Linked DNA regions of Mus musculus: regions 1, 2 and 3 are each linked to region 4. The links are chromatin contacts, called in public Hi-C and HiChIP or PLAC-seq maps. All regions are on one chromosome and are shown on one strand. The core of a region is the stretch at or near the end of the contact, and the rest is flanking DNA. Distances in the headings are between cores, read along the strand shown.

Region 1 (3,092 bases), core at 536-3,035, 77 kb before region 4:
AAAATTTTAGACAACCAAAAAAATCTGTGGGTTTTTGTTTGTTTTGTTTTGTAGATGTTGGTCTTGGTCTTCTAACGCAATGGCCTGTTTTTGGCCATTGTTTGTGTCTAAATTTACTGGCAGCTTTGTTGCCCTTCTGCGAACCCTACCCTTGACTCGTTGTCTGTTCCTCCCTTCTTTGTTTTTGTAATAGAGCCTACCCTCTCTCACCCAGATCCAGCAGGGTCCTGCCTGGGGTTATGTTTCCCAGCCCCTCGTGGTGCTGGGTGTGGGTGTGACTCTGTGTCAAGTTCTCATAACTAGAGTGCAAGAACGACTCATGTGACTTCAGCCTTCACACCCTTAGAAGGAAATTAGTCGTTCCTTGTTTCACCTTTCCTGAGACTGGAATTCAGATGTGAAACCAGGGCATAATATTTAATCGTGTGGTTGAAGAAATGCAAAGGAGTTGGGAAGGCTATAAAATAGAGGGAACCTAAGGACCTCAAATGACCATATGGCTGCCAGACTTGTGAGACCCCAGTTGGGCAGCTTAGCCTGTGTGTCAGTCAGAATAGCCTAGGTTAAGATGGAGTATGTAAGAGACGATGACCAATGCTAAGTGACTTAACCAGAGAAGGAGTTCTTTTTCATGAGTGTTACACGTTCAGTACAGGTCACCAGAGTAGACCTGTTTATGTGCTTGCTCAGTGTCCAACCTAAGGGAGGAATTGATTTGGATATCTGCTCCAGTGGGCTTATAGGCATGGGGTGGGAAAGCTGTGCTATGCGTTTTAAAGCATGACTGTAAATGAGCCCAATCTGTTTGGTTCAGAATCTATTGTGCAGAGCAAGCCACACAACTCACAGAGGGTTGAGTGTGAGAGATGCTCGTGGCTAATCTTAGTGACTTCCCAAGCTCCTACATCAGTATCTGTTAGTTTATGTTTTCCCCAATTAATAGCCACTATTTTGGTCAAATATTTTAGGATATTTTACTATATTTCAATCATTTTAGAGCTTATATCTTTCTGAATTCCTCCTGTATGCATTACTTATGTGTTGCTGGAATAACCCTTCTCTTCATGTAATAACTCCCAAATACTTATCTAAATATCTGAACTCTCTCCAAAGAGTTAATACTACATTTCCAACACCAGTGAAGCATTTGATATATATATATCATATATCACACACATAGATATGTGTGTGTATGTATATGTGTGTATATGTATGTGTATGTGTATGTGTATGTGTATGTGTATGTGTATGTGTATGTGTATATGTATATGTATATGTATATGTATATGTATATATTTTTTTGAATCCTCAGTCCCTAAAATAAACCTTTGTCCTCTACATGTGCGATCACACATCACACATGTACATGTTTACCCCCATGCACACACCCACATAAACATGTATATACACTATAAAAACACGAAATAAAACCTTAAAATCTGTCATTGGCTCTGAAACCTAGTTTCTGGTTTATTCCTTCCTAGCCAGTGTACATCATGTGTGTTCCCACAGCCTGCTGGGGTTACCTCTGTCTTTCTCATAGTCATCCACGCTGCCACTTTTCTGACAACTGACACAGCACTTCTGTATTCATTTCCTTGAGAAACGTGACCCATTCCATACATGACCCGCAGTCCTATAAATAGCTCCTAACCAGGCAAGCACTGTGTGTGTCCTGAAGAGAATACAGAAATAAAGCAATGTCTGCAAGCTCCAATAGCTCATAGCCTGGTGAGAGAGAGGTGTCGAGGGAAATTCAGCACAAAGAGGAGATGCAGATGCACGAGGTGAGGCCACAGATGGGACAGACCTCGAGGAAACAGACAGGGCCCAATTAACCCGCATCCTATGAGGCGAGTAGACATTTTCCAGGATTGGCACTAGACAGAAATAGGAGCTATTTATCTTTTGAATCAAGAGGAGGAAAAGAGAGAGTAGGCTCTAACTGGATAAATTTAAAACTAGAAGCCAAAGAAGAAAATTGTCGTTGATTAGATCTGAGGATGTCTGGGCAATACTGGGGTGAGTTCATTGTATAAGGACCAGACGTCCCCTTGGGGCTGGCTGGGCAGCTGGGCAGCTGGGCAGGGTAACTTTCTCTTCTCTACCTGCAGGAAACATTTGCTATATTCGCAGGAAACGATTAGCTCTACAAACCCGTCCTGACACGTTGGGGTGGTGTGGGGATGAGCAGGCTGCTGTTTTCCTGTTCTTTGTGCAAAGCCACCATTGCAGCCAAAAACTGGCCTTCAGCACAGTAGGCAGATGCACACTGATTTGACTCCAGAGAAGCCCAAGTCAGATGAATTGCTGAATTGGTTTTGGAAATTCATAGCAGACCCAGCTACTTGGTAGCTATAGAACATTTTATTTACATAAGCCAGACTTTCTAAAGAGACAAAATAGATTTTTTTTGGGAAGGGTAAGACTATTATTTTTAGAATTCTGAAGGCTTTAATCTGAATGTAGAGGCAAAGCCTAGAAAATTAAAAGCATGGGTTTAGAAATGAGCTACAAAGAAGGGAAAGGTACAAAGGCTTAAGCCACATGGCACCCCATATACTACATCATTCATAGATAGATAGATAGATAGATAGATAGATCGAGATCAAGATTGAGATATAGACATATATCCTCACCAGCAGTTTTGAGTTTTATTTTACATAACTTTTATGTTTTAGGAGCATAAAAGCCTTTCAGAAAGGCCTCTAGGATCTATAAGGTTGATAGGGAACCCTGTGAATGTACCATTGTCTTTTTAATGCTGAAACTGCTGGTTTCTAGCTCTTGGAAGTCCAGAGAACATTTTTTTTGTTTTTTTGTTTGTTTTTTTTCTCAATCTTCTAAAAATGTCCAAGACATTGACTTTCTAGAAATGTCTGAGTCGGTGTTCTATTGCTGTGAAGAGACACCATGATAAAAGAAACGTTTACAAACGAAAGCATTTAATTGAAGACTCACTTACAGTTTCGAAGGCTTAGCCCATTATCATCACGGCCAGCAGCATGGTAGCACACGGGCAGTCATAGGACTGAGAAGTAGCTAAGAGTAGAACTGGATCCACAGGAGGCAGGAAAAGAAAATGACACTGG
Region 2 (2,847 bases), core at 238-2,737, 74 kb after region 4:
ACACAGGAAGGCTGGCAGCAGAGCATGGCTATGGGGGCTTGCTCATATTCCTGCACATCGGGAAGCAGAGATCCTCAAATTCCATCCCTAGCCATCTACCTTCTCCATCCAGGCCATTCTTTCTAAAGCAGTGGTTCTCAACCAGTGGGTCATGGATTCCTTAGGGGTCTAACCACCCTTTCATGGGGGGGACACTCAAGACCATCAGAAAACATAGGCTTTTACATTATGATTCATAATAAATAGTAGCAGAATTGCAGTTATAAATAATGGTGGTGGGGGCTCACCACAACATGAGGAACTGAATTAAGAGTCACAGCAATAGGAAGGATGAGAGCCACTGTCCAAAAGGTCACATAGTGTTCGCAAGTGGTGCCACCAGCTGGGGATCAGGTATTCAAACACACACACATACACACACACACACACACACACACACACACACACCCCAATAAGAGACTTTTATCTTCAAACTATAATAAGTGCTCAAATTATGAAACAAATCATCAAAGCTCTTTGTTAATCAAATACAGAAGGTAGGGCTGCCAATGTGTAATCTCTAGTACACACTTACCAAGCTGGAGGAATAGCCAAAGATCTTTAGCGCAATAATATATTCCTAAAATCCAATCCCTGCTTCACAGTTTTAACGCCCAGATTTCCATGCTACTCTTTATCTGAATAGCAATGATGCTATAGAGATGCATAGCAGATCTGGGCTGGGAAGATCTAAGTGTGCTAAGTAGCAAGTATGAAGACCTTACTTGCAACTCCCAACACCCACCAGAAAGCCAGACGTGGTAGAGAGCGTCTGCAAACCCAGCTGCGGAAGGAGACACAGGAGGATCCAGGTGGGTCGCTCAGCAGCCACTCTACAACCAGTGAGCTCCAGCCTCACACTGCCTCAAAAACAGGGTGGAGAGTAACAGAGGAGAGACCCAGGCCTCTATGCAGGCATAGACGCAAAGAAAAGGGGGCAACTCCAGTTTAGATTACACTTAATTATAATAAATTACGTTAGAAGGAGGCATCATTTTAAAAGTCATATTGTCATAATTAAACGAGATAGGTAGAAAAAAATAAAGTATCCGTAATAAACAAAATACAGTTTAAATGTTAAATGGTACAAAAAAATCAGAATTGGTCAGGGCAGATGAAACGGTCACTCTGCAGTAGAAGATGGAGGATGGATAAACACTCTCTACAGTGGAGGAAATGTGATGACCAGCCTGCAAAAGAACAGGAATGCAGAAAACCTGCTGGAGCTGGTGGAACAGAGCCCCCTGCTGGCCACTGGTCGGATGTACACAATAGGTTTTATAATGCAAATTTCAGGATCTTCCATAAAATCCGACCTTTTCATTGTCTTAATCAGCTGGAAGCGAATGAAGCTCCACACCCCCTTTTGAGGTTGCTCTAACCTAGTTACAGTGGAACCTGGAAAACTCGCCAAAATCCACACTGCACAGAGGATCTGCATCGCCCCTCTGTGTGAAAGTCAGCTGAACCTGACAGAAGAGGGCCCCTGCTCGGGTTCTGAAAGCATGAACATCCTCCTTGAAATAGGAGGAGGGTTTCAGATGTGAAACTCAAAACTCAAACTCCACTTTAAATCTTCAGTTTAAAACGGACCTTTGGGGTGATGATGTCTGTCACACTCTGTAACGAGGACTCGAAAATAAAATTGCCTCTTGAACATTTTTTTAAAAACCTTCGATAAACTTCAGTTATATGATGGTTCTTTTAGGATACAAATAGATCCTTTTAATTGAGATGGTGAGAAATCACTTTGGCCGAAGAACTTGAAATATTTACAAATGTGTATATATATATATATCTTCATGTTACTTTAAAGGCATGTAAATCAGGTTGTCTTCAAGTTCACTTCTTGGCAGTGGTGTCTCGCTAGAAACAGTACAGCTGAGTCCCACAGGGCAGGCTCCTGCGAAACGTACCCACCTTCCAGAAGGCAGGTGATGGCAGCTGCCTGCTTAAGGGAAGTTTCTTCCTGTGTACACACTTTCCTCCTGGGAACTAACGGGTTGGTCTCATCGAACCCTGCAGGAGCCTTCACGCATGAGCACCGAGCCATCTCTGTGTGGGTCTTGGCTTCCCCTCAAGTATGTTTTCTTTAGAGAAGCAACAAAGTCTTGACTGTCACAGGCCACCTATACTTCTTCTTCCCGTAGTGAAATTTCCGGAGCCGGTCACTAGCCATTATTAATAGCAGCTACCATGCTAAGGCCAGCTGGGGAGCAGTGTGGCCACGTGATGCGCCCTGAAGAATGTGTTTTCTTTATGCCCATGAAATAAAATTAAACTGGAACAAATTTCCATGGACATTTCAAGACCTAAGAGGCGGAGAGAAAAGTTCTCTCCACTTTTTCCGCTGCGGTGTTACAAAACAGCAACAACCACAAAGCAAACAAACAAAACCTGCAGTGAATTGAAAAGTACACAAGTAACCTGAAATATTTATTTTAGAAGTGATGTCAAGAAATAATGAATAACTGTACTGAACGATGTTCTCAACAGAACTCACCGATCACGATGGAAGACTCACAGTGGTAATAACCATTGCTCTGTTTTTTCTTCAGCATGGAGCAGAGATCTATCTGGTACAATAGTTCTTCTCCAAATCTGTGGTCGATAAATTGTTCATACAATCCAGGCTCGATTTTTCTCACTCCCTTGAAAGGACAAAACAAATCCATGTCAGGCACTCATTTCACTGGGCAGCCAGATCATACGTCTATCAATCTTTCAGAACCTGATAGTACATTTTGGATTCAGAACTGCCTCCCAGCACTTGAAAATAGATGCCACAAAACTGTTGGGTTTTTTGTT
Region 3 (3,100 bases), core at 79-2,578, 94 kb after region 4:
GGGGATGAGAACACATACAGTGATGAGTGGTGGCTGTGCTGTCAGGCACTTACTGGGGGCCTTGTTGCATCTCCTCCATGGAGAACAGAGAGGATGCGGTAATTTGTTCTCCGTAGATTCAGCCTTCTAATCTAAACAGAATGCAACCTGGTTTCAAGTTCATACATCATTCGAGCAGAAACCTTCCATCTTGATTACCAGCCTAGGTCAAAGCAACCGTCCCCAGCACGTAATCGCTACCAAATCATGGCTTCTAATAGATGCTCCCCATATTTATAAATGAACTTGGGTGACCTGCAGTTGGCCGGTGAGAGGGAAGAACATGAGACTGAAAATAGACACAGAGACAGGAATTAGAACTCGAGGACGCAACCTCGCTTAAAGCATTTAAACCTGAGTGCCACATCCCTTCCCTCTGGGGGAGACGAGGGAGTCGATTCTACGCAGCTAACTGCCAAGAAACCACATGCAGACAGTCTGAAAGGCTGAAATCCAGAACCTGGGCAATTAAACATCCATTTGGTGAACGTCGCTGGGTGCTCCCATTGCAAGTTGATATCGTAAAGACAAAGCAGCATTTATAATAGGGGAATTACCTTCACAACCGAGTTTTCACTCTGGGGTTAAGTGGGAAACCACTTGGAAGACGACGATCCATTGACAGCAAAACAAGAAAGATAGTGAGTGAGAAGCAAACAGTCTATAGGCTCTGCGGGCTGCCACTCAGGGCTGCAAAGACTAGTACTTACATAGTCATTTTACCAAATGAATTTTTGTAATCATGCCTCATGGTCACGTTAATCAATTGTTCACATAACTATCAACAATAGGCAAGATATCTTTTTGAGGGCGTCTTTAACAACAGTTTGTAGACAGCACATAAGCACAGGATAGATCACTCAAACCCATGCTTAAAGAACAAAAAAAAAAAACAGTTCTGAGAACAGAACATGCTAAATTGGGCGGGGCGGGGCGGGGCGGGGGCGGGGAGAGGTTGCTACTTACTAATAAGCATGACCTTCTTCATAAAGCTGCAAACAAGCCTTAACAAGGGCAGAGGAGAACGCGGGGCTGGGAGTGGACACTGATCTGTACGCTCATCTCAGAAATTCTGCTATAACAGAAGTCAGCTGGTGAGTTAAATTGAGTAAGAAACCCCTGGGCTAAAGCGCGAGACTGTCTTCCTCAGCTTGGGCTTGAACCGCAGACTGCAGTGAGCAGCAGGTGAATAAAGGCCAGCTAGCATGGGGAAAAGCCCCTAGAGCTGAAGGAGGCAGAAGACCTAACCAAGGTGGCACGAGTGACCTCTGGCACCATCTAGAGGTTTCTCCTGGGAGGAGTCGCAAAAGAAGCCACAGCAATCAGAGGTGTCGCTGTGCACCTAACAACCACGCAGCAAACAAGCTCTAACAGCTTCCTAGAAACACTGAGATCTCCGACACCCTTGGGTTAGAACTGAATTGACCAAGGGTCCCAGGAACAAGAAGGTTAGGGCGCCAAAAAATACAAACTATCATTTACACCCCTAACTACGCTGCAGCCTGCTGTGCCCTGCAAACCAAGGCCAGCGTTACATACGAGCACCCACCTTCTTCCTGAGCATCGGTGCTTTGGACAGCTTCATAAAGGTCAGGTGGGGCTTAAAAGTTCTGCTTTCTCCAGCTAGGATGCCTTTTTCCCGAAATGTTCTTTTCGCAGTCTCTGAAGAAGATAAAAAGAACACAAAAGTGCTACTGTAACACACAGTTATCTTTAGTTATTAAGAGGTTGATTCAAGAGATGACTAACTGTATTATAAGGAAGATCATATTATGGTTTCCAATTTGCATTTTATGGGTTTTGTGTGTGTGTGTGTGTGTGTGTGTGTGTGTGTGTGTGTGTGTGTTTCTCATGCTTTTTTGTATTCGTTTTGTTTTATTCTGGTTATCTTGTTTTATTTGCCTGTGTGTTTCCTAATGAGAGAGAGAAAGGTGGGGAGGATCTGGGAGAAGATGAGGAGGGGAAAACATAATCAGAATTTATTGCATAAAAATATTCAATTAAAAATAATCATCCTCTGTGGAGAAAGAGGAACACTCCTCCATTGTTGGTGGGATTGCAAGCTTGTACAACCACTCTGGAAATCAGTCTGGCGGTTCCTCAGAAAACTGGACATAGTACTACCAGAGGATCCCGCAATACCTCTCCTGGGCATATATCCAGAAGATGTCCCAACCAGTAAGAAGGACACATGCTCCACTATGTTCATAGCAGCCTTATTTATAATAGCCAGAAGCTGGAAAGAACCCAGATGCCCCTCAACAGAGGAATGGATACAGAAAATGTGGTACATTTACACAATGGGGTACTACTCAGCTATTAAAAAGAATGAATTTATGAAATTCCTAGGCAAATGGATGGACCTGGAGGGCATCATCCTGAGTGAGGTAACCCAATCACAAAGGAACTCACACAATATGTACTCACTGATAAGTGGATATTAGCCCAAAACCTAGGATACCCAAGATATAAGATACAATTTGATAAATGCATGAAACTCAAGAAGAACAAAGACCAAAGTGTGGACACTTTGCCCCTTCTTAGAATTGGGAACAAAACACCCATGGAAGGAGTTACAGAGACAAAGTTTGGAGCTGTGACGAAAGGATGGACCATCTAGAGACTGCCATATCCAGGGATCCATCCGATAATCAGCTTCCAAACACTGACACCATTGCATACACTAGCAAGATTTTGCTGAAAGGACCCAGATATAGCTGTCTCTTGTGAGACTCTGCCGGGGCCTAGCAAAAACAGCAGCGGATGCTCACAGTCAGCTATTGGATGGATCACAGGGCTCCCAATGGAGGAGCTAGAGAAAATACCCAACGAGCTAAAGGGATCTGCAACCCTATAGGTGGAACAACATTATGAACTAACCAGTACCCAGGAGCTCTGGACTCTAGCTGCATATGTATCAAAAGATTGCCTATTCGGCCATCACTGGAAAGAGAGGCCCATTGGACTTGCAAACTTTATATGCCCCAGTACAGGGGAATGCCAGGGCCAAAAAGTGGGAGTGGGTGGGTAGGGGAGTAGGGGGAGGGTATGGGAGACTTTT
Region 4 (2,847 bases), core at 219-2,718:
GGGCTATCCAGTGTGTAAAAGTACACATTTTGGTACCTGACTCCCCTTTCCTTTCCATAATCAAAGGCCTCAAGATGACAAACAATTCTCACCACATCTGTCACCTCATCTCCAGGATAATCATCCATCAATTCCCAAAGGGACATCCACAATGCTGCCGGACCTCAGCAGGTCTCAGACCATGCCTGCTTGTGCTTCAGGCTGTGAGGTCCTATAGTATAACTACTCCCCTCTCTGTATACACTGCTCTCTTTCAGTTTTGCCAGTTCTAGACTTTAGACTGTCATTCTTTCTTGGCCTGTGCCCACTTCTAAAGGACTTATCACTAATTGTTATAATTTATTAACTCTTCTGTCTAATCTCCATGTTAGGGCTTAGCACAGTAGAGGGATTCAATGTATATTTGTTGAATAGATATGGTAAGGTATAATGCTTTAAGTAGCAGTCATCTATCCTTGGGTCTCCTTGCCCACAGTTCCTCTATCCCTGCAAAACCACTAGTGTTATTACACATAAAATCTGAACAAAAACAACCTCTGAGCAGTTCAAAATATAATGGTTCCTATATATAGCAGAACAAGGCTCAAAATCCCAGAGCTAAGAAATTTCTACACGCCAGCCGGTAAACATTTTAAAATATGTTTACCATTCTTAACTACCAGAGAAATGCAAATTAAAACTACCCTGAGATTCTATCTCACCGTCAGAATGGCTGCCAGGACGAAAGCCAATGTGAGGAGAGAGGAACGCGTATTAACCTTTGCTGAGAAGAAATGTGGTGCAGCCGTTGAAGGTGCAAGAATACGGAGATTAGAGGATTCTCAAAATGTAAAAATAGAAGTGCTAGATAAGCCACCCAGACTACTCCTAGACACACACACTCAAGGAGCTCTATATCTTAGTCCAGAGAGACATGTGTATCCATGGTTTCTGCTGCTCCATTCACAATAGTAAGATGTAGTAGGAAACTATAAAATCCCAGCCCAGAGTTTCTACCCCACCTTGGGTTATTGAGTTCCTGGAAGAAAGACACACTCACAGCCTTTATTTTCACAATACGCTTTGAGTAGCACAATAGCTGGGCAGCTGTCTACCCTCCATGCTTTTAGAATCTACTCTCCTCAAGATAACCTTGAATTGTTACTTACTATGTTGCATCTGGGCTGCTTTAGCTGCAGTTGAGCAGCCCACATGGCCACGTTTTTATTGCTCAGCTATCTCATGGCTGCTTCTCCTTCTCCTCTCCACAGAACCAGCCCGCACATCCCTCGGCAGAGGAATAGATAAGGAGAATGTGGTACAGGGCACAATATTATTTGGCTGTAAAAAGTATATGAAATTTGCAAGGAAAGTGGAGGAATCGGGAAATAATCATTCCGAATTAGGTAAGCAGGCTCAGAAAGACAAATGCTGCCCATCCCCTCTCACGTGCGGGTCCTAGCTTCTAATTTGTATGCGGCAGTGAGTGTACGTCAGAAAACCACAAACAAGCCTATCAGAGGAGGCTGGACGAGAGAAGGCTGAGAAGGCTGTACATGGGATACGAAAGTGGGAAACAGAAAGCTGGGAGGAGAGAGAGAGAGGTGGAGATGGTACTGCAGTGGGATGGGGGAGAGGTGGGGGGGGGGTGTCAGCCAACAAAGGAGGATGTAAAACAGAGTCATATGAAACCTGGCACTGAGATCCTACGTGCCACCAAATACATCTCACGTCACAAACTACTTTGGCTAATGGCCGAGAATATTGACAAGAATTGTTAACGGGGTGGCAGCCGCTTTAATAAACACTGGTTTGCCGAACTGAAGCTGGAAAGCAGCTGCCCACAAAGGGCTGGTTCCAACATGACCAGATCGACTGACTGCGAGGTGAAGCGGAGCGCTGGGGCCTGATCGCAATACTGATCTCACATTCGCAGTCACTGTCTGTTCCCCCGGCTGCTTTGCTTCGGTGCAGAAATGGGAGTTCCGAATGTGGAGTCTGCCAGGTGCCATCTATAAAGAGAAACCCAGACAAGAGGTCTAAATTGGGCTCTGCAGTACTGTTTGCTGGAAATCTGTATCTCAAGATCTTGCTTTTAAGCTAAGCAGCAGAGTTCTGTCTCAGATCTGTGGCTTTAATTCTGATTTTCTGCTTTCATTATTGTCTGTCCAAATGCTGTTAAACGTAACGCCGCATTTCTCATCCACTCATTCATTCTTCCACCCATTTGCTCACTCAGCCGCCTCTTGTGCGGCTGTCCGTATTTGCAGGATAAGGTGCATGGCACTACGGAGGATATGGTGCTGTAAAACTTTCCTAGTCTTCACCAAGCTTATGAAACCAATGAGAAAGGGAAAGGCAATTTAGAGACTGAAGAATAAAACTCAGTTCATATTCCAAAGGTCTGCAGGAAATGGTGACATTCACAGAGAAGAAATGAATGAAGGGGATGAGGCGGGAGAGGTAGCCCGGTGGTTAAGAGCACTGACTACTCTTCCAGGAGACCAGGATTCGATTCCCAGCACCCACATGGCAGCTCACACCTGTCTGTAAATTCAGTTGCAGAGGATCTGTCACCCTCACACCAATGAACATAAAATAAATTAAAATTAAATATTAAAAAAAAAGTGAAGGGAAATGATCTACTGAATCGACTACTCCTGGACAAATCCCCATCCTGTGCCTGGGAACTGGGCGATGTTGGTGACGTGACCTAACGGTAATAAATCAGCTCAGGTGGAATGGAACTTGAGGGAACGAATATTGAGTCTCCAGGTCTCTGCAAACTTACTCTGTATCTTTATGCCAGTCACTTAACCTCACATCCTGACTTACAACTGTAAAACATGGATAATGATAAACCACCGT

Evidence for each region. A called contact is a pair of places that touch in the nucleus more often than the background predicts. HiChIP or PLAC-seq counts read pairs in DNA pulled down with a chosen protein or histone mark.
Region 1: a Hi-C map of the N1E-115 cell line shows a contact between it and region 4, with 2.0 times the contacts expected there. The contact joins two enhancer-like sites. A contact is called at or near these places in 5 of 484 Hi-C or Micro-C datasets (the N1E-115 cell line, cerebral cortex, double positive thymocytes and 2 more), 1 of 115 datasets of contacts at active chromatin or transcription factors (embryonic stem cells) and 1 of 9 other capture datasets (embryonic stem cells).
Region 2: an H3K4me3 HiChIP or PLAC-seq map of the SCID.adh cell line shows a contact between it and region 4, with 2.1 times the contacts expected there. The contact joins two enhancer-like sites. A contact is called at or near these places in 12 of 484 Hi-C or Micro-C datasets (the N1E-115 cell line, cerebral cortex, embryonic fibroblasts and 5 more), 2 of 115 datasets of contacts at active chromatin or transcription factors (the HPC-7 cell line and the SCID.adh cell line) and 1 of 9 other capture datasets (adipose tissue).
Region 3: an H3K4me3 HiChIP or PLAC-seq map of the SCID.adh cell line shows a contact between it and region 4, with 11 read pairs. The contact joins two enhancer-like sites. A contact is called at or near these places in 4 of 484 Hi-C or Micro-C datasets (embryonic stem cells, nephron progenitors and peritoneal macrophages), 1 of 115 datasets of contacts at active chromatin or transcription factors (the SCID.adh cell line) and 2 of 9 other capture datasets (adipose tissue and liver).

The regions. Positions count from the first base shown.
Region 1 is chr10:25,066,811-25,069,902 of GRCm38.p6, forward strand. No RefSeq gene overlaps it. Among named protein-coding and RNA genes, the nearest start is that of Gm51762, 19 kb to the right of the region's middle. Within about 2 kb of position 1,786, at least 7 of the 459 cell types and tissues checked have an H3K27ac peak or open chromatin away from gene starts, as enhancers often do. A contact at or near this core is called in the N1E-115 cell line, where this site is marked.
Region 2 is chr10:25,218,069-25,220,915 of GRCm38.p6, forward strand. Akap7 (A kinase (PRKA) anchor protein 7) reads right to left here. Exons shown (of 8, transcript NM_001379238.1): 7 at 2,543-2,690. Among named protein-coding and RNA genes, the nearest start is that of Gm25016, 47 kb to the right of the region's middle. Within about 2 kb of position 1,488, at least 17 of the 459 cell types and tissues checked have an H3K27ac peak or open chromatin away from gene starts, as enhancers often do. A contact at or near this core is called in the SCID.adh cell line, where this site is marked.
Region 3 is chr10:25,238,038-25,241,137 of GRCm38.p6, forward strand. Akap7 (A kinase (PRKA) anchor protein 7) reads right to left here. Exons shown (of 8, transcript NM_001379238.1): 6 at 1,589-1,701. Among named protein-coding and RNA genes, the nearest start is that of Gm25016, 27 kb to the right of the region's middle. Within about 2 kb of position 1,329, at least 6 of the 459 cell types and tissues checked have an H3K27ac peak or open chromatin away from gene starts, as enhancers often do. A contact at or near this core is called in the SCID.adh cell line, where this site is marked.
Region 4 is chr10:25,144,108-25,146,954 of GRCm38.p6, forward strand. Gm36313 (a long non-coding RNA gene) reads right to left here. Exons shown (of 4, transcript XR_380207.3): 3 at 1,149-1,991. Among named protein-coding and RNA genes, the nearest start is that of Gm36313, 8.6 kb to the right of the region's middle. Within about 2 kb of position 1,469, at least 50 of the 459 cell types and tissues checked have an H3K27ac peak or open chromatin away from gene starts, as enhancers often do. A contact at or near this core is called in the N1E-115 cell line and the SCID.adh cell line, where this site is marked.